4 separate regions of the Mus musculus genome follow, and all the other regions are linked to region 1. A link is a contact called in public HiChIP or PLAC-seq and promoter capture Hi-C data. All regions are on one chromosome and are shown on one strand. The core of a region is the stretch at or near the end of the contact, and the rest is flanking DNA. Distances in the headings are between cores, read along the strand shown.

What was found. Promoter capture Hi-C pulls out the DNA fragments that hold promoters and counts their contacts. HiChIP or PLAC-seq counts read pairs in DNA pulled down with a chosen protein or histone mark. Capture Hi-C pulls out chosen DNA fragments and counts their contacts.
Region 2: a contact with region 1 is called in a promoter capture Hi-C map of adipose tissue. The contact joins the promoter of Ankle1 here to the promoter of Zfp709 in region 1. A contact is called at or near these places in 1 of 39 promoter capture datasets (pre-B cells) and 1 of 9 other capture datasets (adipose tissue).
Region 3: an H3K4me3 HiChIP or PLAC-seq map of embryonic stem cells shows a contact between it and region 1, with 2.9 times the contacts expected there. The contact joins the promoter of Cib3 here to the promoter of Zfp709 in region 1. A contact is called at or near these places in 3 of 39 promoter capture datasets (the C10 cell line, stem cell-derived epiblast-like cells and trophoblast stem cells), 1 of 115 datasets of contacts at active chromatin or transcription factors (embryonic stem cells) and 4 of 9 other capture datasets (adipose tissue, embryonic stem cells, liver and 1 more).
Region 4: a promoter capture Hi-C map of the C10 cell line shows a contact between it and region 1, with 3 times the contacts expected there. The contact joins the promoter of Hsh2d here to the promoter of Zfp709 in region 1. A contact is called at or near these places in 1 of 39 promoter capture datasets (the C10 cell line) and 1 of 9 other capture datasets (liver).

Annotation. Positions count from the first base shown.
Region 1 is chr8:71,878,891-71,885,020 of GRCm38.p6, reverse strand. Zfp709 (zinc finger protein 709) reads right to left here and starts at 2,953. Exons shown (of 4, transcript NM_145624.4): 1 at 2,813-2,953. The coding sequence starts at 2,815. It overlaps Gm5373 (inversin-like), which reads left to right and starts at 4,502. Exons shown (of 13, transcript XM_017313040.2): 1 at 4,502-4,824. The coding sequence starts at 4,784.
Region 2 is chr8:71,403,565-71,409,694 of GRCm38.p6, reverse strand. It overlaps Ankle1 (ankyrin repeat and LEM domain containing 1), which reads right to left and starts at 3,683. Exons shown (of 9, transcript NM_172756.3): 1 at 3,598-3,683; 2 at 3,356-3,508; 3 at 2,911-3,016; 4 at 2,722-2,833; 5 at 1,946-2,482; 6 at 1,653-1,824; 7 at 871-1,030; 8 at 644-773; 9 at 1-468. The coding sequence starts at 3,659. The coding sequence ends at 296. It overlaps Babam1 (BRISC and BRCA1 A complex member 1), which reads right to left. Exons shown (of 9, transcript NM_026636.2): 9 at 4,923-5,500. The coding sequence ends at 5,297. Gm39193 (a long non-coding RNA gene) reads left to right here and starts at 3,684. Exons shown (of 2, transcript XR_870504.2): 1 at 3,684-3,819; 2 at 3,976-4,347.
Region 3 is chr8:72,209,472-72,215,601 of GRCm38.p6, reverse strand. It overlaps Cib3 (calcium and integrin binding family member 3), which reads left to right and starts at 2,765. Exons shown (of 5, transcript NM_001080812.1): 1 at 2,765-2,858; 2 at 5,118-5,229. The coding sequence starts at 2,854.
Region 4 is chr8:72,187,093-72,193,222 of GRCm38.p6, reverse strand. It overlaps Hsh2d (hematopoietic SH2 domain containing), which reads right to left and starts at 3,555. Exons shown (of 6, transcript NM_197944.1): 1 at 3,536-3,555.

The sequences.
Region 1 (6,130 bases), core at 1,704-4,203:
ACTCACCAACTCCTTGCCCAACTGAGTACCGGGACCCTGATTTCTCCCCCGGGTTGAGGGACTCTGACAGAGCCAGCCCGAGGTATGTTGGCAGCTGATAGGAATAGATACAGAATCTTGAAGCCAAACATCAGGCAGAGAGCCCAAATTGGAGAACTTCATTTTCGAGTTAAGGGAACCCCAAGGAAGAGGGGAAGAATTATAGGAGCCAGAGGGGTTGGAGATACCAAAAGAACACAGCCCATAGAATCAACTAAGTAGGGCTTATAGGGGCTCACTGAGATTGAAGCAGCAATCACAGAGCCTGCATGGGTTTGCACTAACTCCTCTGCATATATGTTATAGCTGTTAGCTTGGTGGTTTGTGAGACCCTGAAGAGTGGGAGCAGGTGTGCCTGACTGTTGCTAGATCTTGGGACCCATTTCCTCCTACTGGGTTGCCTCATTCAGCCTTGACATGATGAGAGTTTGTGCATAGTCTTACTGTATCTTGTTTTGCATGCTGTGTTTGGTTGATGTCCCTGGGAAGCCAGCTATTTTCTGGAAGAGGAATGGATGTGGGGGAGAAGGAAGGTGGGAAGGGAACAGGGAAGAGTAGAGGAATATATAAGGAAAGAAAAAAAGTTCATGGAAGGGTCTAGGAGATGGCTCAGCACATAAAGCATCCACTGTGTAAGCCTGAGTTTGAACTGTCAGAATTCAAGCAGAGCCAGAGATGGTAAGGCATATTTATAATTTTAACTGTGGAATCCAAAAAAAAAAAAAAAATTAAAGTTTAAATGCTTTCTTACTTGAAACAGGTAGAATCAAAGGCATAATTACAATAAAATCAAAACACATAACCAACGTTCAGCAGAGCAAAACAAATCTTGTGGTTCAGTGTCCAAGGTCTAGGAACTCCTATGACAAGGTGGCATTTAAAGCCAGGAGAATCCCTGGAAGCTGATGGGTCAGTTAGCCTGGAATATGCAGTAGTGAACAACAAAGACTGTCCTTTGACTTCTGTCTTAGTCAGGGTTTGTATTCCTGCACAAAACACCATGACCAAGAAGCAAGTTGGGGAGGAAAGGGTTTATTCAGCTTAAACTTCCGCATTGCTGCTAATCACCAAAGGAAGTCAGGATAGGAACTCACACAGGGCAGGAACTGATGCAGAGGCCACGGAGGGGTGCTGCTTACTGGATTGCTTCCCCTGGCTTGCTTAGCTTGCTTTCTTATAGCATCCAGGACAACCAGATCAGGGATGGCACCACCCGAAATGGGTTGGGCCCTCCCTCCTTGATCACTAATTGAGAAAATGCCTTACAGCTGGATCTCATGGAGGCATTTCCTCAAGGGAGGCTCCTTTCTCTGTGATAACTCCACTATGTTTCAAGTTGACACACCTACAGTTCTAGGGAATGCTCTTTTCTGACCTTCACAGGCATCAGACATGCATGGTATGTATACTTATATGCAGACTATACACTCATATGTGTGTGTATGTGTATCTTAAAAAAGCATACTAGTGGAATTAAAGACACAGATTAACACTAATCCAGTATTAGGTCATTTTAATACCTGTGTCCAATAGACAGGTTATCTGGATAAGAACTAGAGAAACATCAATATTCCACCAAAATATGAAAGAATATACATTCTACTGAGCAGTTCATGGAGGCTTCTCAAAAACAGATCATATCTTGGGACATAAAACAAAGCTTAACAAATTCTGAAAGGCTGAAATAACTTATGGGTCTTACCTGTCCACTGTGCAATGGAACTTAAAAATAACTGCAAACAAGTCTCTAGTAAGCATGCAAACTCACAGAAATTAAACAACTTAGTACTGAATGATGAATGGGCTAAAGAGGAAATAAAGAAAGAAACCAAAATTCCTGGAACAATATCAAAATGAAAAAAACAACAAAACCTTCAGGAACACATAAAAACAGAGTCCTATATGAAAGGAGTCTATAGCTTTAAGCGCATACATTAGAAAACCAGGAAGCCTGATTCCCTCACAGTTCACAAAGGAACCCAAAGACAGGCCAAACTGTCCATAAGCTTAGAGACCATCTTAGTACATAGGCACAGCTCATAAAATATATTACTACAGAAACTGAGTAGAGGAACTCTTAGTGGACAAGACATTTCACTTGGGGATCTCCACATACCTTATTTTCCTTCTTTCCATTTCCCCTTTGATACATAGCACCGACTACAGGCCATCTCTAACTAACTCAACTAACTAAAGGCCCACTTTTGCTTCAAAACAATAACCTCATCAGTAAAAACAAAATCCTTACCAAGCAATGTTTCCTTAAGTTTCTCTCCTTTTTTTCCAGTACCCCGGAGATGCTAGCACATCTTATATTTGGGGCTTCCCCTCTATTGCAATTCTCCTTTGAAATAGAATTTGCCCTTCATTCCACTTTAGATCAATGCCCACATCATTTCTAGGACAAAACATTTGTTATTTCTCTCGCCCCAACTACTTGTGTAGTTTTAATGAGTTTGTCAAACGGTAAATATCTAAACATTTAGGGACGTTTAGGCCTAAGAAGTACTGGGATGGGGTGGGGAAAGCAAATTCATGGATTTTTGATGTTGTTTCTAAAGACCATCAGAGGTTCTCAGGAACGTGAGTAGTAGTGGATCCCTGGCCCAGAGCCTGGAGCCCCTCGGCTCTCTGCACCGCGCACTCAGGAGTCCCAGGTGCAGACCTGCAGAGGCGAAGGTGAAGAAGACGCCGGGGTCCCGCCACCCTAGGAGCAGGGGGTCGAGGGCTTCCCAGCAGGCCTGCCTATCCGCCTCGCTCACCCAGGGCTCACCATGTCTGCTCCCAGGGCCTCCAGCGGCCCCGCGGCGGTTCCTGGGCTCGCCCGTCTCCGGGCCACGGAGGATCGATCAGTCACCTCGGGTTCTCAGCTGACCGGACAGCACCGCGCCGGAAGGGAGCGGGCGGCAGAGGCACTTCCGCCTTGTCCGCAGGAGCTTCTGAAGGGTCAGCAGACGCACGCGCTGTCCCGCGCATCCTTGCGGCTCTCAAAACTGTTCCTGCTAAAGTGTCACATGGCTAGGGAGGTTCTCTTGAGCTCGTACAGCTCTGCGGGTGTGACAGCACCCGAAAATGAGAGGGCAGGGGAGGGACTTCCGCTACGCCCGCCGGTCCCCAGGTTCTGACAGCTCTCGGTCCACCCAAGGCCTTCACCAAGGCTCCCGGGGTTGGCGACCCCTACTACCTCAGCTGCCACGACAATGCAATCCTGCGACAATCCTGGCTCACGGAAAAAGGATGGTGGAAGAGGAACTTCCGCTCTGCTCTCCGACTGTCTTCATTGGACAGTTCATACCGCTTTCTGCCTTTTGATGAGTGTTCAGCTAGTGAGGAACAGAATAAGCGAGTCCCTACCGGACTGAGGAGAACCAAAACGACATATTCCAACCATAACCCTTTCTAGCTAGGTTTCTTTTCTTGTTGAAGACCAGCCCAGATTGGTAGATAAATTCCATTAAAGCAGAAATCTCCTGGCTTTCCTGAGAGAGAATCCGTTTCTACCTGTCCTCTATAGATCTTTCTGGTTGCCGATTTCTGGAGAAATGTCTCACAGAGTGTCTCACAGAGACAGCCCTTTACCTCAGAGAACAAATGTATTTTCCGGAGAAGCAGAAAGTGTCTACCACCTGCTCGAGACCTCCATTCAGGCAAAGCCAGGACACACACACACACACACACACACACACACACACACACACACACACGTTGCTGCAGAAAATTTTTAGGCTGAATCAGTATGAAGCAAGACTAAAGTTTAAAACGATTTTTAGTATAAATTAAACAGTAGCATTACGAAAGGTGTAATGGGCCTGGAGAGATGGTTCAGCGATTAAGAGCACTGGCTGATCTTCCAGAGAGCCTGGATTCATTTCCCAGCTCACACAGAATGTATCAAGCCCGGTTCCAGGAGCTCTTAACATCTACCTTCTTACCTCTGCTAGAGAAGGCAGGTATGTGGTACACAGACATATATGCAGGCAAAATACTCCTAAGTATAATATAAGAAATGTGGCTTCCTATATTAGGGTTCTCTAGACTCACAGAACTTATGGATTGTCTCTATATTTTAAGGGAATTTATTGTAATGTCTTACAGTTGGTAGTCTAACTAACCCAACAATGGGCAGCTGGGAATGGGAAGTCCAAGGCTCTATTAGTTGCTCAGTCTCACGAGGCTGGCTGTGTCAGCTGGTCTTCTGTATAGGCTGGGATCCTGAAGAAGTAGGTTGCAACAGATGGCAAGTAAGTGTAAGCGGGCAAAGAGCCTTCTTTCAATTTCTTTTTGTAGGACTCCAGCAGGAGGTATGGCCCAGATTAAACGTGTGTACTACCATGCCTAGATTTGGAACTTGCTTTGTTCCAGGCTGGCCTTGAACTCAGAGATCTGCTTGCCTCAGTTTTCTGGGACTAAAGGTATGTATTACCTTGCCTGGGCCTAAGATTTTCACAGCCACTGTGGCTCAAGATCTCCATGTCAAGATCTGGGTCAGAAGCTTGAGTCTTCAGCCTCAAAATTTGTATCATAGGTGTGCCCTCCATTTCTGGATTGTAGTTCCCCTTACCTCCTGGGTTCTCAGTTTATTTTACACTTCCATTCATTTACCTGCAAGTTTTATGATTTGTTTTCCTTTACAACTGAATAGAATTTCCATTGTGTTTATATTGTTATGCCCAGGTCTCAGGAACCCCAGAAGAACTCTAAGAATTGCCAGTCTGATGCAATATAACAAAGAGAGCCTTAATTTATGAGTCAGTCTCAGATCGCAAGCCTTCTCCCACTGTGCAGGTTAGAAATGCAATGCCTATGTCCAGGGGCTTAGAGTATTTATATGCACACGCATAAGCAGGGAATCCTCGGGCTTTGGGGTTCCATAACAGGGGAGGTGACAAGGGGAAGAAGCATCCTTCAAACCTGCTATCTTTTGTTCAGACAGCGGGGCAGAATCATGCAGCTGGAAGTGGGGGACTCTTCTGACCTGGGAAGTAACTTTATGGTGCTATCAGGAACTAGTGTGCTTTTACAAACTGGTCAAAGCTGTCTAGGAACACTTAACTGCCCTTCTCTCATGGCCCAAGAGTGGGCCACTGTATCATTTCAAGGCTGTTTGGTCCTTGTTTCCCTCAAGGACAGGAGCCATCTGCACTGGAGAAAAATTAGTTATCTATCAAGGAGAGTGCCAGCCTCGGTGACACAGAGGCTGGGATGTGTTGCCCTTTGTCTGTTCCCAAAGCTGGCAGCTGCTGCTCCCTGAGTGGGAGTGGGGGGCTGTGGGGTGGGGTGGGCAAGAGTATCGATTAGCTGGAAAGTGCAGAGGCAGGTTTCCTGCTGTGTCTCTTCAATATACCACATTATCCACTCATAAGTTGATAGACATTTGGTTGCTTCTACTATGAATAGAGCACCAATGAACATGACTGAGCCAATATCTGTGGAGCAGGATGTAGAGCCTTTTGGGCATATGCCAAGGAGTGGTATAGCTGGATCATTTTTCTTCACAAGATTTTGATCTCTAGCATATTATAACACAAATGTATTAAATGAGATTATTTTAACAGCAGTTCTTCCCCAGTTGTCAGTTTTCTGACCATGTTCTTATTTCCATATGAATTTTAATAGCTGTTTCATGATCTGCACAATTTAATGAATATTATTCCTTCTTATACTCTGCTTCCTCAGCAGGGCTTATAAACTCTGATAACCTAAGGGTTCTCTTCAAAAGTGCTTCCAGATTGAGAGCCTTGCTGAGTCACCCACTACTGTGTTTCCTCCTACCTGTTTATCAAGGCCCCCTTTTACAACTATGTTCTGATTATTTAAGTAACACATATTAATCCCTTATGAGTCTATGGTAATTCTCTTCCAAGGTGTAAATTGTTACAACCTTAGCTTTAAAAAATTATTTTGGAGGGAATGGAAGGGAATATCCTTTCTCACAGACTACATCTCAAACTCTCTTTCTGCACCCAGAGGAAGTGAGTTCTAACTTTTCCACAAAGTTTTCAAAGAGAGATGCTTGAGTTATTTTGAACACCATTGTATATTAGAGGGAGGAAATAACTTTCACTCCATTCGGGCTACTCAGTGCTCTATA
Region 2 (6,130 bases), core at 2,434-4,933, 480 kb after region 1:
GTGATGGGGAGCTCACTACTCTTCCAGAAGCACCATGTATCCCAATGTTCACTCAGCTTGATTAAGAAATACTGTCACATATTTAAAAACACACACATACACGCACACACACGCGCGCACGCACACACACATACACACATACACACACACACACACACACACACACACACACACACACACACACACACACACAAGAAAACACACTGTCCTCTGAAGCTAGAGCTGGGAACAGTTAGGAACCAGCCAGATGCTCAGACACCTTGATGGCTCAGGATTCATGTCACATCCTCAGCATTCAGCCTCGAGCCTGAATGTCCTGAGGCCTCAGCTCTCTCTCCCCCTCAGCCAGGAAGACCAGCAGAGCACGCTGTAGCAGGTGCACCCCCAAACGCCGACGCCGAGAGGGTGGCCAATGGGCAACCACTCCATAGTAGTGCCCTTGTTTCTGGTTGGTCAGTGTCTGGAGACCTGGTCAAAAGAGGTGAGGTAACAGGAGTGACCTCCGCCCCACCCAATCCAACAGCACATTTGGTACTTGGTAACTGTACATGTGAATGAGTTCATGAGTGGACAGCGAGGGAGAGAGCAAAGGGATTCATAGCTCGGATACCTTTCATGTGACCTCTACAAGCCAGACCCCTACCTAGGGCATCCAACAGACAGGCTTCCCGAGTGTACGCTTCCATGGCCACCACATGCTGGAAGCAGTGCAGAGAGATGATGCCCCGGCCACTAGCCCAGATGTCTAAGATCCGGCGAACCTTGGGACAGACCTGGGGGATAGTAGAGGATCAGCTGGGATCCTAAGCTATCTTCCTCCCAGGCCTGAAGGGTGGCTGATGCACCCCAACCCTGTCTCTCATGCCCCACCTGTTTCCTTGGCTGGTCATGGTAGCCAAAGGCTTCCCAGAGGTGGGCATCTGGTCGGGCTCGGGTTCCCTTGCCCACATAGAAGATGGCTCTCACGAAACATTGCAGACACTCAGCCAGTGTGAGGGAAGAGGCTCGGGCCGGCAGGTCCTTCGTCAGCCTGGGGTACAGAGTAGCCCATGTGGGACCCACATGACAGAAGAGAACAGACTTCCACGAGCTGTCCTCTGACCTCTACATGAGCACCACAGTGTGTGAGCACATGCACACAGTCACATGCACAGAACATACAGTGTGAAAAGGAGGGGTGATGATGGCAGACAGGGAGAATGGCCACTGTACCCACTTCCAGGACACCATAAAATGGGTACTCACAGCTAGAACTGACCCCAGACACCAGGCTGGCCTCGAACTCAGAAATCTGCCTGCCTCTGCCTCCCAAGTGCTGGGATTAAAGGCATGCGCCACCACTGCCCGGCCCCAGACACCATTTCTAAAGGAGGTGGCAAACAGAGAAGACTAATCCCTTCCCTAGGTACACACAGTGAATCAAGAGCAAATTCCTACTGTTTGTTGGGGGTTTTTTGTTTTGTTGTTTTGAGTTTGATGTTACAACCCTGACCTGAGATCACAGTCTGATCTTATAAACCATGAGATGGAGGCAGAAACTATCAGCAAGGGGTAGCCCTTCCCCTACCCAACCAGAAAGGAACTTGCAGAGCGGAGTTTTGCTCTGCACAGTCATCCTCTAATTTCAGCCCCTGGCTTTTCTGTCACCATACCTGGGGTCGAGAAGTAGATACGTAAAACTAGACTTTGTAATGCCTTCCCGCCACTTCTTCAAGGGATCCAGCCGCTGAAAGCACTGAGCCAGGGCTTCCTCATCCACCTGGCAGTCAGGGATGGTGCCTGTCCTTAGTGCCTCCGCCAGTTCTTGGCTATGCCCTACATCAGCTGGGGAGGGGAAACGGATTCAGGGTGGAGGACAAAAGCTGGTGAGGGTGGTTTATCTAACAGCCAAGGCAGGATTCCTGGAGTGTAGCCAGACTCTGAATACCACCACCTAAGGACTCACCACGGCTAGCCTGGGCTTCCTGCAGCCGCCGTAGATAGTGTCCTCTGGTGAAAGGTGTGACGGGTCCAGGGCTATAGCCCAGCGCCCGCAGGGCCTGGAGGAGCTGCAGATCCGACATGGGGGGCACCGAACTGTGGGGGTGCAAAGCCCCCAGATCCCCATCACCAGGCAGTACGGGTTTGTCCGTGTCCCTTGCAGTCAATGTCAGGACCTGCGGCTGGCAGTTGGGTGCTCCCTTCCCAGCTGACACAGCCCCACGGGTTACCCACAAGCCAGCCACTAGCTCCAATGCCCCCCCAGGGCGCCCGGGCTGCAGAGAGTCCTCCACTGCAGTGACAAACGAAGCATCGCTGCTGTAGTCTGAGTTCTCGGTGGCCTCAGAGCTCTGGGGATGCACAGCCACCTCTACAGCCTCCACCTCCAGCTCAGCTCTATGCACGTGCAACTCCGAATCTTGAGAAACTCCAGAAGACTCTGCTAAGGCAGGTCCTTGGCATGTTTCAGTTTCAAAGCTACCCTGGGCTACATGAAACGTCTCTGCATATAGATGTATAAATGTATGGATAAATAAGTAATCAGATATAACACAGATATAAACAGGTATGATATAGACATGATAAATGATATAGGTGCGAGATGACTGACAGGTAGGTAATTGGCATGATAGTTATGTGACCGATAAGATAGACCATGGATAGTGATTGACACGATAGATGTACAAACAGAACTGGGCCGGGCAGTGTGGTAGCCCGGTACACCCCCTCAGTTCCTCTCACCTGTGGGTTCTCGGGTCTCATCAGGCTGGGTGGGCGTGTCCAGCTCCTGCAGCACTCGTGCGCAGTTGTGGTGTCGCTGCTGTAGTGCCCAGTCCAAGGGCCTGAGCCCATCCTGTGCAGTCACCGTCAGCAGGGGGCGTCCTTAACCCACCCTCCTGCCACCCATGTGTGCCTGCGCGGGGTACTGACCTGGTCCCGCAGTGTGGGGTCACCTCCTCGGCTCAGCAGCAACTCCAGAGCACCACAACAGCCCCACGCGGCAGCCACATGCACAGGCGTCAGCCCCTCCGCGGACCTGGGATCCCCAAAGACAGAGGAGAGGTGTGCGGCGTTGGTTCCTTTCCTAGGCAGTCTCGCATAGCCCAGGCTAGCCATGAACTCCTGCTCCTCCTGCCTCAGTTCCCCGTGCTGGGATGACCGGTGCCCACTACCATGTGAGACTCTAATTCACGGTCATCCTCTTGCCTCAGTCTCCCAGAGTGCCAGATGACAGTTATGGGACACCTTGTACCCGACCTTGGAAGCAGACATTTCCATCTTAGACCTGACTGACGCCTCGGACCCGGAGCCTGACGTCCAGTGCCGCTGTCCCAAGTCACGCCTACCGCACCCAGGGACCCGGGCCGCGCCTCACCGAGCATTGGGATCCGCTCCCCAGCGCAGCAGCATCCGAAGGCAATGCAGGGCGCGCGGGTGGCTCGCTCTGGCTGCCAGGTGCACCGCCGCAGCGCCATCGTCCAACACCAGGTTGGGGTCCGCTCCGAGGCGCAGCAGCTCCTCCACAGCCCTGCAGGAGGACGAGCACAGTAGACCTCAGACCTCCTGACCACCCGGGGAGCAGAAGGTCGGGTAGCACCCGGACCCGGCCGCCCTCACCGCGCCTCCTCCTCGCGTAGTGCTGCTAGCAGCCTCAGAGCCAAGCATGCAGTATCGGCCATGTCCCATAGGAGTCACCGCCCTCTGCAGTTCAAATTCGCGCGGCAACTGTCTACGCACGCGCAGCCACGCCCACCTCTGCTTCTGGCCCCGCCCCACGCCGATCGGGATTGACTAGCTGCACCCTACGTCCGGAGCAAGCCAGAGGGACTCCAGGGTTTGGTGCGTACATCTGGGATGCCAGGAGAATTACAGCAAATTCCAGGGGAGCTGGGGATAAAGAGCGGGGCCTCTCTTTGTCTTTAACAAAACAAACTCCTGGATACCCCTGACGGACCTCAAGGTATTCAAAAACTTACAGTCATTCTCCTGTCTCAGCCAACCGAGTGCTGGGATCAGACTCCCGAGGAACAGCATGGCACAGCTGAGTTGGCTGTAGCTCTGTGGAGTAGAGCTTTGAGAGGACCAGCGAGACGGCACAGCTGGTCAAGATGCTTGCTGCCAAGTCTAGTGACCTGGGTTCGATACCCAGAACCCACACATTGGAAAGAAGGAACAGGCGGACTTCGACACGTGTGCCTGGGCCGGGAGCCTGCACAAGCACACGCACGTGTGCACATACACATTAATTAATTAAAAAATATAAAGAGCTTCATTTTCCTTATTTGCAAATGGGAGTACAGGGCTCAACACTAAGTGCCCAATAAATGCAAAGGCCAGAAAATCAAGCTGACCTACTTTTTAAATTAACTAAAGTGTGTGGGTGTTTTGCTTGCATGACCAGAAATGGGGCATCGAATCCCCGGAAAGTGGACTTGTGAGACCCCGTGTGGGAGCTGAACCCGGGTGTTCCGCAAGAACAGCTTGTGCTCTAAATGGCTGAGTCATCATAGGCTCCTGGCCTATTTTTTATGCACCGTTTGATCCAGTGCTTCCCAATGCGGGCCCTGCTAACCTAGAACTGGCCTCCTCATGTCTCAGCCGCCTGTATCAAGGTGAGCCCAACTCCCACCCACTGCCATTTTGTTTTCTATAAATGGAGAAGGTGGACAGGTTGAACCTCTGGTCTGACCTGGGGCTGGGGGGTTCCTGGGTTTCCCTTCCTCTTCTAGGGCGCACACCCTATGTCCCCATCCTTGCCTAGGACATCAGGGTTCCAAACCCTAGGCAGTGATTGCTCATGGCGAGACCACATGGCTACACAAGTTCAATCAGATCAGGATACTGAGATTGGGGGTGACAGGTGTCATCAGAACCCACTTCCCACTTGGAGCTGGGACTTTTGTGTATCTAGGAGGTCCCAAATATGACAGCCATACCAGTTCCACTTTCAATAGATCTTCCCTGTTTCTGGAGGACTTTCTGGATAAAAGAACATCTGGAGTGGGTTCTGTAGGATGAAGAGGAGTTTGGAAAGCGCAGTGAACACCAGCCTGTGGGTTACTCGGATACAGCTGAGCCTGAAGCCATACACCACTGCTTTGTTTAGTGCCTGTTTTCTGTGACATTAATAACAGGTCTCAGTGAGCCCAAAGTGACACCAAGGGTGGGCTCAGGGACCTCAGATTTTTATTCCGGTGACAAAAATAGTCCCAGGAAGAATGAATTTACAGTGGACAGAGTGGGATTGAGCATGGGCCAATAATAGTGTGCCTGCGCTCTCCTCATAGGAGGGTGCGGAGATGTCACATGTCATAGTTCACACAGTGGCTTCCTCTTCTCCAGCCTCCTCGTCCTCCTCCAGCAGGCTGTAGCTCGCGTGGGTCTGGCAGGGTCTTTGCAGCGGGTGGGCCAGCAACTTGGCCATGCAATTGTGCAGCTCCAGGGCAGGACCAGCAAGTGCTACCTCATACTTGTAGCTGGCGCCCTTGGTGTCCAGGCTACCCATGAAGGCAAACATGTCCTGTGGAGGCAGTGCGGACTGGTTAGGGTGATCATCAGTGTGGGAGGCACTGCGGGCTGTTCAGGATGATCATTAGTCCTTACAGGCCCTCCCTGTCCCTGGAGGCCTTCCCAGAGGAAGTGACATCTAGAGTGGCCACAAACTATTGCAGTCAGCAACAGTTCCCAGCATTCTATAAGCGCAGTGTGTGGCTTGGAGGCAGCTCAGTGGACACAAAACTACCTCAGAAAGCTCAATGCAGCAGGGCACATTTAAGCCAGAGGCACTCCCAATGCAGGATGGAAGGATCCTGAAGCCAGAGACCAACCAGGGCAGCTGGGGTACAACCAGAGACCCTGCTTCAAGCCAGAGCCAGAAGGGAGGCCAAGGGCAGCTCCCCACAGGAGGACTCTTCTCTGGGTTGGTGTTTCTGTAACCCAGGCTAGCCTCTTGTGTATCAGTTTCCCCTGAGACTGAAACAGTCCATCCTGGAGGAAAGCCCCTGAAGCAGGAAGGTAAACAGCTCCAAACAGCTTCCCAAGTCCCTAAAACTGAGCAGATGCACTAGGCTCCTCCCTGTGCAAACACTGTGAGACCAAACCAGATGGGACACCCTCATATCACAATCCCAGCCTCCGCCTTTCAGGTGTT
Region 3 (6,130 bases), core at 1,516-4,015, 330 kb before region 1:
TTCTCATATATCCCTGGCTGTCCTGGAATGCTCCATGAACACTAGGCTGGCCTTGAACTAATAGAAAGCAATCAGCCCCTGCCTCCTGAGTTTTGGGATTAAATGCATGTACCACCATGCCCCGACTCTCTTTCTTGCTTCTTGATGTTACAAAATTGTTACTCTGCATGCCAGGCTGGCCACAAACCTGAAATCCTCCTGCCTTCATCTCTCAACTACTGCATTGACAAGTATGCACCACCTCGTTCATCTTCCTTACTAAAGTGGCTTTGCCTGGTGGAAAACAGAATCCATCTACAGGAGGGAGGCAGCGGCACCTGCCTTTCCAAGTTACACCTGCAGGGGACAGCAGGTCACTGCCTAAAGCCAGGTAGTAGGACCCAGGGAATAGGAGGTGAACTTGTGGACTCTGCCTGAGAGCTGCCAGCATCTGGGCACCTCACATGAACAAAGAGATATTGTAGGAGTTGGATGGCTAAGTAAGCACTCTTGCCACTAAGCCTGATGACTTGGGTTCCATCCTGTAGAGCCACATGGTGTAAAGAGAGAAGCAACTACTAAGAGTTGACCTCTCACATTGTGCTGCTTAGGTTATTGTTGTTTGTTTGTTTTGTCAATTTGACACAAGCCACAGTCATCTAGAAAGAGGGGATCTCTATTAAGACAATACCGCCATCAGATAGACCTGTAAGCAAGTCTGGGGTATTGCCTGGATGTGGGAGGGCCCAGCCCACTGTGGGTGGTGCAAACCCTAGGCATATGGTACCAGGTGTAATAAGAAAGCAAGCTCAAGAGCACAACAAGGTTAAGAGCACTTGTTGCTCTTGCAGAGGATGGGGTTGGATTCCCAGCACCCACATGGTGGTTCACGGCCATCTGTAACTATAGTTTTGGGAAATCTGATGACCCTCTTCTGATCCCTGTGGGCACCACATAGTGCACATAAATACATATATTCTGTAAAATAAATTGAAAAAGAAGGAGGAGGAAGAGGAGAAAGAGGAGGAGGAGGAAGTCCCAAAGAGCAAGCCAGCTGAACTCCTCTAGCATCTTGGCTCCAGTTTCTGCCCCTGGGTTTCTGTCTTGAGCTTCTGCCCTCACTTCCCATCATGGTGGATTGTAAGCTATAAGATGAAATGAACTTTTTCCTTACCAAGTTATTTTTGGTCATGCTATTTATCACAGTTTTAGAAACCAAACTTACACACACACACACACACACAAATGAATGAATGTATAAATGAGTGAATACATAAATAAATAAAGTCTCAGATACCCAAGCAACATGGCCTCAGAGATGAGTGTGAGCCCCTTTAGAGATCTTTATCCTCGTACCTATGAAGCTGTGTGTTCCTGAGGCAGTGTCTGGAACATCTGAGCTTCTGGTTCTTTCTTTTTTTGGGGGGGTGTTTTTTTGAGACAGGGTTTCTCTGTGTAGCCATGGCTGTCCTGGAACTCACTCTGTAGACCAGGTTGGCCCTCACTCAGAAATCCACTTGCCTCTGCCTCCCGAGTGCTGGGATTAAAGGCATGCGCCACCGCGCCTGGCTGGTTCTTTTTTTTATAAACTACGGATGCTGAGAAGATGACAGCAGTCATGACTGGTACTCTGAATGGATTTATTCAGATTGGTCTTTTTCACAGTCACAGATATTCCTCTAAGCAGAACAACCTCATTGTACAGATAGGTAAACTGAGGCACAAGGTGTTATTCAGCCTCTGCTTAGTGATGCATTGTTAGGTCTGCCAGTGTCCTCATTAAAGAAGGGACCCAGAAATGACTGGGACAGGGCCAAAGGGAAAGAGTAAAGGCTGAGGACAAGCTGGGCATGGTGGCGCACACCCTTGACTCCAGCACTTGGAAAGGCAGAGGCAGGTGGATTTCTGGGTTCCAGGCCAGCCTGGTCTACAGAGTGAGTTCCAGGACAGCCAGGGCTACACAGAGAAACCCTCGAAAAACTAAAAAAAAAAAAAAAAAAGAAGAAGGCTGAGGACAGAGGAGAGGAGGAGAAGGGAGGGGAGGGGAGGGGAAGAGAAGAGAGAGAAGAGAAGCGAAGAGAAGCGAAGCGAAGCGAAGCGAAGAGAAGAGAAGAGAAGAGAAGAGAAGAGAAGAGAAGAGAAGAGAAGAGAAGAGAAGAGAAAAGAGAAGAGGCAGAGAGGGAAGCAAGCATAGGAATCCTCCGCCTCCTGCCTCAGCCACAGTCACACACTGCCACATCCAATATGTCTGTCACCCTCAGACTGATCCTATAGATGGTAATGTAATTTCAATTTCACAAGCAAGGTTCAGAGAGGTCAGACAATTACTCAAGACCACACAGCTAGCAGGGGGGAAAAGCTAGGATGTAGACTGGGGTATGTGCATGGCTTTCCCTTGAAGGTGTTCCAGACAGAATGGCTTCTCTGTGACCTCTCACAGACCTCTTCCACACCTGTGGACACATTCAAAAGGTTGCCCAGAGAGCCAGGCTGTAACTTGAGCTTCACCAAGCTTGGGGCAACCAACTGGATAGGTGGGCAGGTGACAGCCAGGGCAGGAACATCTGCTCAAACATTATGAGCACGGGTGCTCCCGAGGAGCCACCTGTAATTTCAGTTCCAGTGTATTCAAGGCTGCAGTCTGCAGCATGGGCAACAAGCAGACTGTGTTTAGTCACGAGCAGCTGGAGGAATACCAGGTGGGTGTGTGCAGTGGATCCTGCCAGGCTGGCACAGCCCTGTTTGGGACATCAGGCTGTCTGTGTGGATTTGGAGTGTGTAGAGGGGCACAGGGAGAGATGACCCAGAGGCAGGTCTGGATCAAGCTGGTTTCTCTCCCCACAGGACTGTACTTTCTTCACGAGGAAGGAGATCATGAGGTCAGTGGGGGAATGAAGGGAGGTGACACCCCAAAACAACTTTCTAGTCACTGCTGGGCCTTTGTGCAATCTTTTTGCTATTGTTCTGTTTTGTTTGCTTGAGAATGAGCCCAGCCTAACCTCAACATTACCTCTGCCTCTTGGGTGCTGGGATCACAGGTATATGTCACTGTAGCTGGCTGCAATTAAAAAAAATATTATTGCAGGGGGGCGTGATGTGTGAGTGTGCAAATGTGTGAATATGTGATATAGTGTGTGTGTTGCAGTTAGATGACAATTTGCAGAGTTGATTTTTTTTTCTGCCCCCTTTAGGTGGGTTCTGGGACTAAATAGCTGGTCCAGCTTTCCAGTCTCTCTTTCCACCACATGAGTCTTAGGGGTCAAACCCAGGTCATCAGGCAGGTTGTTGCCATATTGGGTCCTCTTGGTTTTCCTTTTCTCTTTCTTTCCTCCTTCCTTTCTTCCTTTCTTTCACTGAGAGACAGGGTTTCTCTGTGTAGCCCTGGCTGTCCTAGAACTCCTTCTGTAAATCAGGCTCACTCTGAACACAGAAATCCACCTGCCTCTGCCTTGCAAGCCTGTACCACCATGCTTTGATGTGGGTGTTGCCTCAAGGTCAGTGGACTGAGGCAGAGACTGTTGGCTGAGAAGTCACACCCTGTCATACTGGCTGAGGTTTTGTACTGAGGAACTTGTCCTTTTACCTAAGGGTAGCAGGGAGCCACAGAAGGTGCGAGAGCCTTGGAGAGGCACACTGGCCCTTTGAGGTTGGGAGTCCACTGCAGAGCTGAGATCCAGCCCTCAGCTGTAAGTGGCAAGGAGATTGTGGGGGAGTATTGGCAGCCCTTGGGTGACTGCAGGTTCCTGGCTTGAGCCCAACAGGATGGACAGAGATGAAACTCCCATGACACCCTTCTGTCTGTTGGACCATTATCTGTGAAACCCAAGCTGGCTGCGGTTCAGCTGTGGGGCATCAGGTCGAGTCCCTCTTATGTGGGTACAGGGCATCCATTATTGATGGGTACACCTCTCACCCATCAGCCCATTGTCTGTGAGGACTACTGGAAGGTCACTTTGGCCATCACGATCAGATTACTGGTGGGGAAACTGAGGCTTGGGCAAGGAGAACTTCAGTTCCCAGGGCAGATGGACAGAGTCCTGACTGGCCCAGGCTTCCAGATTGTTAAACAGAGTAACCAAGGTTGGGAGGAGAGAGGAACTCACTGAATGGCACAAAGAGAGACAAACTGTGGGTCCTCAATATGGCTCAACAAGCAAAGATGCTTGCTGCCACACCTGAGGATCAGAGTTCAAATCCCAGAACCCATATAGTAGAAGAGAATCCACTTCCACAAGTTGTCCTCTGACTTTGACACCTGTGCTATAGCATGCACACATATACACACAAATAAGTACATAACTATAAAAATATTTTTAAAGGAAAGATAAACACTCAGGGCATTCCTCCACAGGACTCCTGACAAGGGGAGGGGATTTTTAGAACTGAGCCTCCTCTCCAGCTATTCTCAGGTATGTAGTCATGAGAAAACCCAGGGATATCCTTGCCTGAGATAGTTCCTAGCAGCTTGCAGACATCAGGGGTATCAAAGATGGTCTCTTGGAGGCAGGTGAGGAGTGTGTATGGAAAGGTTGTATGTGTGCTGGCCAGTGTTTTGTATGTTACCTTAAAAAAATCCAGCCAGAAGCAGCACAAGCCCATCACCCCCAACACTTGGGGAGCAGACGCATTAGGAATAGGAGCGTTAGTGGCTTGTCTGTCCCCTGCCCCATTGGAGGAAGCCTGCCTCCTAGTGTAGACACAGCAAAGGAAGTGGTGGCTCAGAGGGGAGGAGCAGTAGAAGCAGGATCCTGTGAGGTGATGATGGAGTGTATAGGTTATATATCCAGGTCCCTCAAACACTAGCTGTGGAATGATCAACCATTAACACCTCTTTCTTCAAGCTCCATCTTCCTGGTGAACTCCTACTTCTAAGCCCAGTACCAGTGTCCCTTCCTCCAGGAAGCTCTTCCTCCTTGCCTGGTTTCTACTTCCTTGCTCTACATTGGCCTTGTCTGTGAGGAGGGAAACAGGGGTAGCTCTTTCTGGCTCGGTGCACTCAAGATTCAGACTCATGCATGAGGCTTCTGGGGACCAGCATTTGACCTTGTAGAGCGAGTACTGTTAACACACAAGAAGAGGGTCAAATCCCTTCTGCTTCTTGGTCCCAGCCTTTCCCGGTTTCTCTTTCCTCATACCAGGCTGTTCTATCGATACCAGGACCTGGCCCCTCAGTTGGTGCCTCTTGACTACACGACCAGTCCCAAGGTGAAGGTGCCCTATGAACTGATTGGCAGCATGCCAGAGCTGAAGGTAATCCTGGGCTGTGGACAAAGAGCAGAAGCAGACTGAAAATGTCTTTACTGCTTTCCTATGTGGTCATGGGTACCTCCATCTTACAGAAAACTGGGGCTCCAAGAGGCACACATAGGAAGGACAAGGTTAAAGGGCACTCATGGGCTAGGGCATGGTGGGACTCAGACCTCTTGCAGAGGCAAGCAAGTCTCTAAGTTTGAAGTTAGTCTGGGCTGTAGGTAGATCAGAAAGACACAGAGGCAGAGGCAGGCAGATCTGAGTTCAAGGCCAGCCTGGTCTACAGAACAAATTCCAGGGCAGTCAGGGCTACACTGAGAAACCATGTCTTGAATCCACACACACAAAAGTTGTATTTCACTCTGCTGAGGTTCATCACACAAGGTTCACATCATCTAAGTTCCTTACTAAGGTCCTAAATCTGTCTCCCAAGGCAGATCACCCATGCCGCAACATGTCTTAGCTGATTATCGAGTCCAATGTCCAACAGAAGTCTCTGATTTGAGGGCCAGGATCCAGATCAAGGTGACCTCTCTCCAGATGTGCAGAGCAGAGCTGTGCAGCGGGCATCATGGGGTTCTAGGACTGTGTCTGGTTATCTTGAGTGTGTGATATCACTGCATTCTGGTTAACAGGGGCAGCCTTGGGGGTAGTGGGGATCTGACTAAGCTATCTTTTCATGTCTAATGGACACTTTTTTTTTTTTACTATGCTCGTTAAAGGAGGAATGTGTGTGGAGTAAATGGGGGTGTAGGGAGGTGTGTGTGTGGAGAGTGATGTGTGTGCATGAGTGTGGAATGTGGGGGATGTGTGTGTATGGGGACAATGTGGAGGGAATGTGTATGTTGGAATGGAGAGGGAATGTGTGTTTATGTGTCAGAATGTGTGTGGGGAATGTGAG
Region 4 (6,130 bases), core at 2,306-4,805, 310 kb before region 1:
TTTTGTTTGGTTTTACATCTATCTATCTATCTATCTATCTATCTATCTATCTATCTATCTATCTATCTATCTATCTATCTATCCATCCTCTGTGTGTGTGTGTGTGTGTGTGTGTGAGTGTATGTGTGAAAGAGCATCGAGTGCCCTTAATGGCTGAGACATCTCTTCCCAGACAGGGTCTGTTACTGAACCTGCAGCTGCTCACAGAATTCCAGGATCCTCCTGTCTCCCAGACCCCGACACCATGCTAGGTGGGTGTTTGTCTTGCTTTGTTGTCTCCATGCTTGCTGAAAGGCAAATTTGAGCTCAGACCCTCAATCTCACATGGGAAGTATTTGACTGATTGAGTGGGCTTTTGGTTTGTTTTGAGACAGGCTAGCCTGAAACTCACTATGTAGCCAAGACTGGTGGCACAATCCTGCCTCTACCACTACGCACTGTTAATTCATATTCATATTGGTACTGCTGGGCTTTGGGGGTTGGTGACATAGAGCTAGAGAAGTGACCTGGTCCTGAAATGCAAAACAGCATTAAGGTTTTTTTGTTTTGTTTTGTTTTTTTTTTTTTTTTTTTTGTTTTCCCTGAGACAGGGTTTCTCTGTGCAGGCTTGGCTGTCCTGGAACTCACTCTGTAGACCAGGCTGGCCTTGAACTCAGAAATCTGCCTGCCTCTGCCTTCCGAGTGCTGGGATTAAAGGTGTACACCACCACGCCCGGCTCCAGTATTAAGTTTTAAATTGAAGGAAAACCAGCTAAAAGATCTTCTCTATGGCTCCTCAGTCACTTTCAGTCAGTCCCTAGACCTGATTTTTGCAGTCTCTACCTCCAGCTCTGGGACTTTGGAGAATGCCTTTGGCACATTGGTGATCCAATAGGGAGGGGTCTGTTGACAAAGGGTGGCTGATGCTGACCTCACAGAAAACAAACACATTCCCTCAAGGGTGTGGCCCCCCAGAGGACAGTCATTTATTGAATCCATTAATAACCAAGCTCACACTATCCCTGTCCTCTAGCCTTCCTAGTCTCTCTCAGCAGGGGTTCTACAGAGGTGGACAATCTTTGTCAAGTTCTGTCTTTTCTAGGCCAGGGACTCTGCATGATAAGGCCTGCAGTGGCAGGTATCAAAGAGTTTGGAATTAGAAGCAGATGGTCTGGTTTCAAATTCTACCCTGCACAGTTGCTGTGTGATGAAGTCACTAACTTAACTTCTGCCATTAAGAATCATTAAGGGGCCGGGCGTGGTGGCGCACGCCTTTAATCCCAGCACTTGGGAGGCAGAGGCAGGCGGATTTCTGAGTTCGAGGCCAGCCTGGTCTACAAAGTGAGTTCCAGGACAGCCAGGGCTACACAGAGTAACCCTGTCTCAAAAAACCAAAAAAAAAAAAAAAAAAAGAATCATTAAGGGGATGGCTGGGATAGAACACTATATAAATATATATATAATATATATGTATATATATATATATAATCAATGCATTGTACATCACGTAAATTGTTTATACAGCTATGAATATATAAAGAGGTGGGAGGCATCCTCTTTGTTTGTTCTCTCTCTTCCTCTCTTCTCCTCTCTCTCTCTCCCCCCCCCCCCCCCCCGTGGATTCGTTTATTCCAGGCTGGCCTTATCTTCCCACCTCCACCTCCCAAGTGCTGGGATGACAGGGCTATTCTACCAAGTCCAGTTTACACTGTGCTGGAATATACCCCAGGCTATGGCTACATACCTGTAATGGCACTTGGGAGGTAGAGGCAGAACTACCAGGAGTTCAAATCTGGCCAAGGATACACAGGGAGATCCTGAATTAAAAATGCAAAGCCAGAGGCTGGAGAGATGACTCAGCGATTAAGAGCACTGACTGCTCTTCCAGAGGTCCTGAGTTCAAATCCTAGCAACCACATAGTGGCTCACAACTACCTATAATGAGATCTGACACCCTCTTCTGGTATGTCTGAAGTCAGCTACAGTGTACTTACATATAATAATAAATAAATCTTAAAAAAAAAAGAAAAGCCAGATGTAGTGGTGTACATCTGCCATCTTAGTACTTACAGAAGGAGACAGAAGGGTCAGACGTTTCTAGGCCAGTCTCAAAACAAAACAAAAACCTGAATTTCTCCTAATATCTGGTTTTTATTTATTTAATTGCTTTTTGTTTTCAAAAAAGATTTTAATTTTTATTTATGTGTATGTGTGTGCCTCTCTGTGTGTGAGAATGTGTGTGAGTGTAATAGCCATGTGTATGCAGGTACTACTGGAGGCCAGAAGAGGGCGTTGGATCCCTGGAGCCAGATTTACAGGGGCCATTAAGCTTATGCAGGCACTGGGAACTAAACTCAGCAACTCTGCAAGAGCAGTGTACACTCTTAACTGCCGACTCTCCAGCCTCATTCTAATATTTAAAAATTTTGAATGTGTATGGGGGGGGTGACCATGTGTACAGACACGTGTGTGTGCAGCTGTGTGTGTAGGCCTGCAGCTGACACTGGCTCTTCCTCACTTACTCTTCACTGTATGGATTGAAACAGTCTTTGAATGAAGGTTGGCTGCCTTGCCGAGTGTGACTAGACAACGTCCCTAGGAGGGTCTCCCACTGCCTCCTTTCTCTTCTTTTTTTTTTTTTTTTTTTTTGTCTTTGTTTTTTTTCAAGACGGGTTTTCTTTGTAAAGCCCTGGCTGTCCGGGGAACTTGCTCTATAGACCAGGCTGGCCTTGAACTCAGAGATCCCCCTGCCTCTGCCTCTGCCTCTGGAGTGCACCACCCACTTCAGTTTACTTCCCCTTTTTATTTCATTATTCACTGTGCTTCACAGGCAGAGACAGGCACATGTTTGCCACAGTGCTCTAGTTCTGACCGTGTTCAAGCACATTGGAGTCTAGGCCTCCAGGAGTGCAACAGACAATCCTGTCCAGGCTATCACCTACCAACATGTCTCCCAGAGTGTAGCACCATCATGAAGCAGATACACGTGTCTCTAAAGTACAGCTGAACCCAGCTACATGCTACACAGAAAGGTCTCAATGTTTATTCTCTTTCTACTTCAGAACACTCCTACAAGTCTTTCAAGACTCAATACAAATGTCCCTTCCTCCAGCCAGCTTCCCTGCCTCCCCTGCTCAAACAAAACCCTGGCCACAGTCCCACCCTCTCCCGGAGCTTCTCAGTTAAATTCCTTCCTTTCTCTGGCAGCTCCAGTAAAACCCCGTGGGGCCGGAGGGGCTTTACCTCTCTCTGCCTTCCCCTCGTGGTTTTCTTGGAACACTTGGTTTCTATGAATCAGGTCTCACCATGTAGCTAGCTGAAACCAGCCTCAAACGTGTACAGCCTGCCTCGGCCTCCAAAGCGCTGCAATGACTTGTGTGGAGAGCCATGCCAGAGTTTAGCCCTTGCAATGCTTTCCTCCTCTGGTAAACCCTTCTCTCATCTTCTAGCACCACTACACCCAGTGCTGAAGTCCCAGAGCCTCTGAAGCTGGGGCATGTTGGGATGCAGGGATGCCAGGATTCTGGATGCAGGGTGCAGGATGTAGGATGCATACCTTGGACAGCTTGGGTTGTGTTCCGAAGGGCTCTTGAGCTGGCTTGAGCTGGAGTTTAAGTTTCGGTTCAGGGTCCACACGTCAGAGGGGCAGGGCCAGGAGCCTCAGTCAGTTCCTGTTTCCTCCAGCAGGTGAACAGGGTGGGACCAGAATAACTCTCAAGGCTTGAGTCTGAGGCTGGAGTTGTTCTTGCCAAGCCTTGCTCAGTACTTACTCTCTACCAACTCTATGGAATCGCTGAGACAGCTGCCGCCCTGCTTCCCAATATTGGTATTCTTCTAGTTTTTTTCCCCCTTGAGATACAGCTTTATGCACCCCAATTGGGGTGCTGAAGTAGACTCTTGCCTCGACCTCAGGGTTTACCATCATGCCAAGATTATGCATTGCTGGGGATGGAACCCAGGGCTTCATGCTTGCTAAGTGAGCTACAATCACTTTACCTACTGAGCTACAAGCACTCTACCTACTGAGCTAGATTCCCAGCCTCTTAACAGCAACCTTGAAGTAGTCATAGGTCAGGAAATGGGCATATGGCAATCAGAGAGTGAAAGGCAACAAGTAGGAGAGGCTGCTTGGGGGGGACAGGATACAGGAACAGTATGCATATACAGGACAGGGAACTGCATATGCCCCAGACATGAAGGAGACATGAAAGGACAGACTTGCTGCACACACAACACCTATCATACCTTCCTTTGCAAAACTCATTTGAAATATCATTCTACAGTCATGTTGCCCTCTAGGCCAACATCAAAGCAAGATGGCTTGGGTCTGTAGTTGCAGTACTCAGTAGCCTGAGGCAGGAGGATTTGGGGTTCCAGGCTAGCCTGGGCTAACATAGGGACATTCAAACTCAATATCCAAACTAAACCAAAGCAAGAAAGCAAGCAAGCAAGCAAACAAACAAACAAACAAAACAAACTGGAGTAAACCATAGAGTCCATCTATCTTATTCTGGTTTTTTTCTCCCTTCTGTTTTTTATTTTTCTAAAACAGGATCTCACAGCATCCTGGCTGGCCTGGAATCCACAGAACACTGAGGATGATGTTGCATCTCTGCTCTTCCTGTCTCTATCTCCTGGGTGCTGGGATCATAGAGGTGTCTGTATTTTCTGCGATACTGGGATGGGACCCAGGAGTTCTTTCACCATATGTGAGTACCCTGCCAACTGAGCTGCAGACCCAGTCCATGCCTGATTTTTCTTCTGATTTTAAAATGAACTACAATGTATGTGCACACTCTGGGTCCTGGGTGATGTGTCCCTGTACCTAACAGGCATAGCTGACTTGGCTGTAAGCTTCCTGGCCCACCCCTTCTTGCCTCTGCACCCAGTGCATTTCCGTCTTGCCTCTGCACCCAGTGCATTTCCACCTATCCTGGGTCTTTGGAATGAACACTTTCTAGGATAGAGTTGGTGCCTCTCTGACCCCTGCTCCTCTCCAGGGTGGCATAGGCTTGGGAGTTTCTGGGCTGCAAAGGTCCAACAGTGGAGGAAACCAGTGTAGGCTCTGATGATAGACCCACTTAAGGGCCCAAGGGTTCAGCTGAGTCAGCACATCTGGGCAAGTTATTGTGACTTAATTCATTGACTTTTGCCTAGACTCAGGATGAGATGTGCTTTCACTGGCGGGGCCAACTTCATAGAACTCACTTGACCTCTCCAATCCTCCTCACACTTTGTTGCGCAGGGCTGGTCCTGTGGGGTTCTCTTGTGTATGTGACTCAGTCTTGGAGAACATGAGCTGTTTTGGCTTGGCTCTTTGTCCACCCCACTTCTGAGCAGCTTGGGGACTGTGGTCCTCTAGACTAACATCTTCTTGTCAGTCTGTCAAAGTAGAATTCCCCCACCCTCATGTCTCTGATTAACAAATGGACACAGCCACAGCCTCCAAGGGAAGTGAAAGGAAAACTATCCTCTCAGGACCCTCAAGACCAAGTTCTCAGCACAAAGGAGATTTATTTACTCTAGAGGGATAGGGCAGGGATAAGGTACAAAGACAGGAAGGAGAGGAAGAAGGGAAGAGAAACAAAGGAGAAGCAAGGGAGGGGATGAGGGGTATTTGCTTAGGAAGGGGACAAAGTACTGCCTCTGGATAGAGGAGACTGATGTGGCCCATAGGCAAATATCGGTTCATAAAGGGGGAAACCCTGTCTTAGGATGAGGTGTTTAATTTAAACTGAGCATGTGTACTGGCTGGTTTTATGTGTCAACTTGACACAGCTGGAGTTATCACAGAGAAAGGAGCTTCAGTTGAGGAAACGCCTCCATGAGAGCCAGCTGTAAGGCATTTTCTCAATTAGTGATCAAGTGGGAAAGGCCCCTTGTGGGTGGGACCATCTCTGGACTGGTAGTCTTGGTTCCATAAGAGAGCAGGCTGAGGCAAGCCAGGGGAAGCAAGTCAGTAAGGAACATCCCTCCATGGCCTCTGCATCAGCTTCCTGACTTGCTTGAATTCCAGTCCTGACTTCCTTGGTGATGAACAGCAGTAGAAGTGTAAGCTGAATAAACCTTTTCCTCCCTAACTGCTTTTTGGTCATGATGTTTGTGCAGGAATAGAAACCCTGTCTAAGCCGGGCGTGGTGGCGCACGCCTC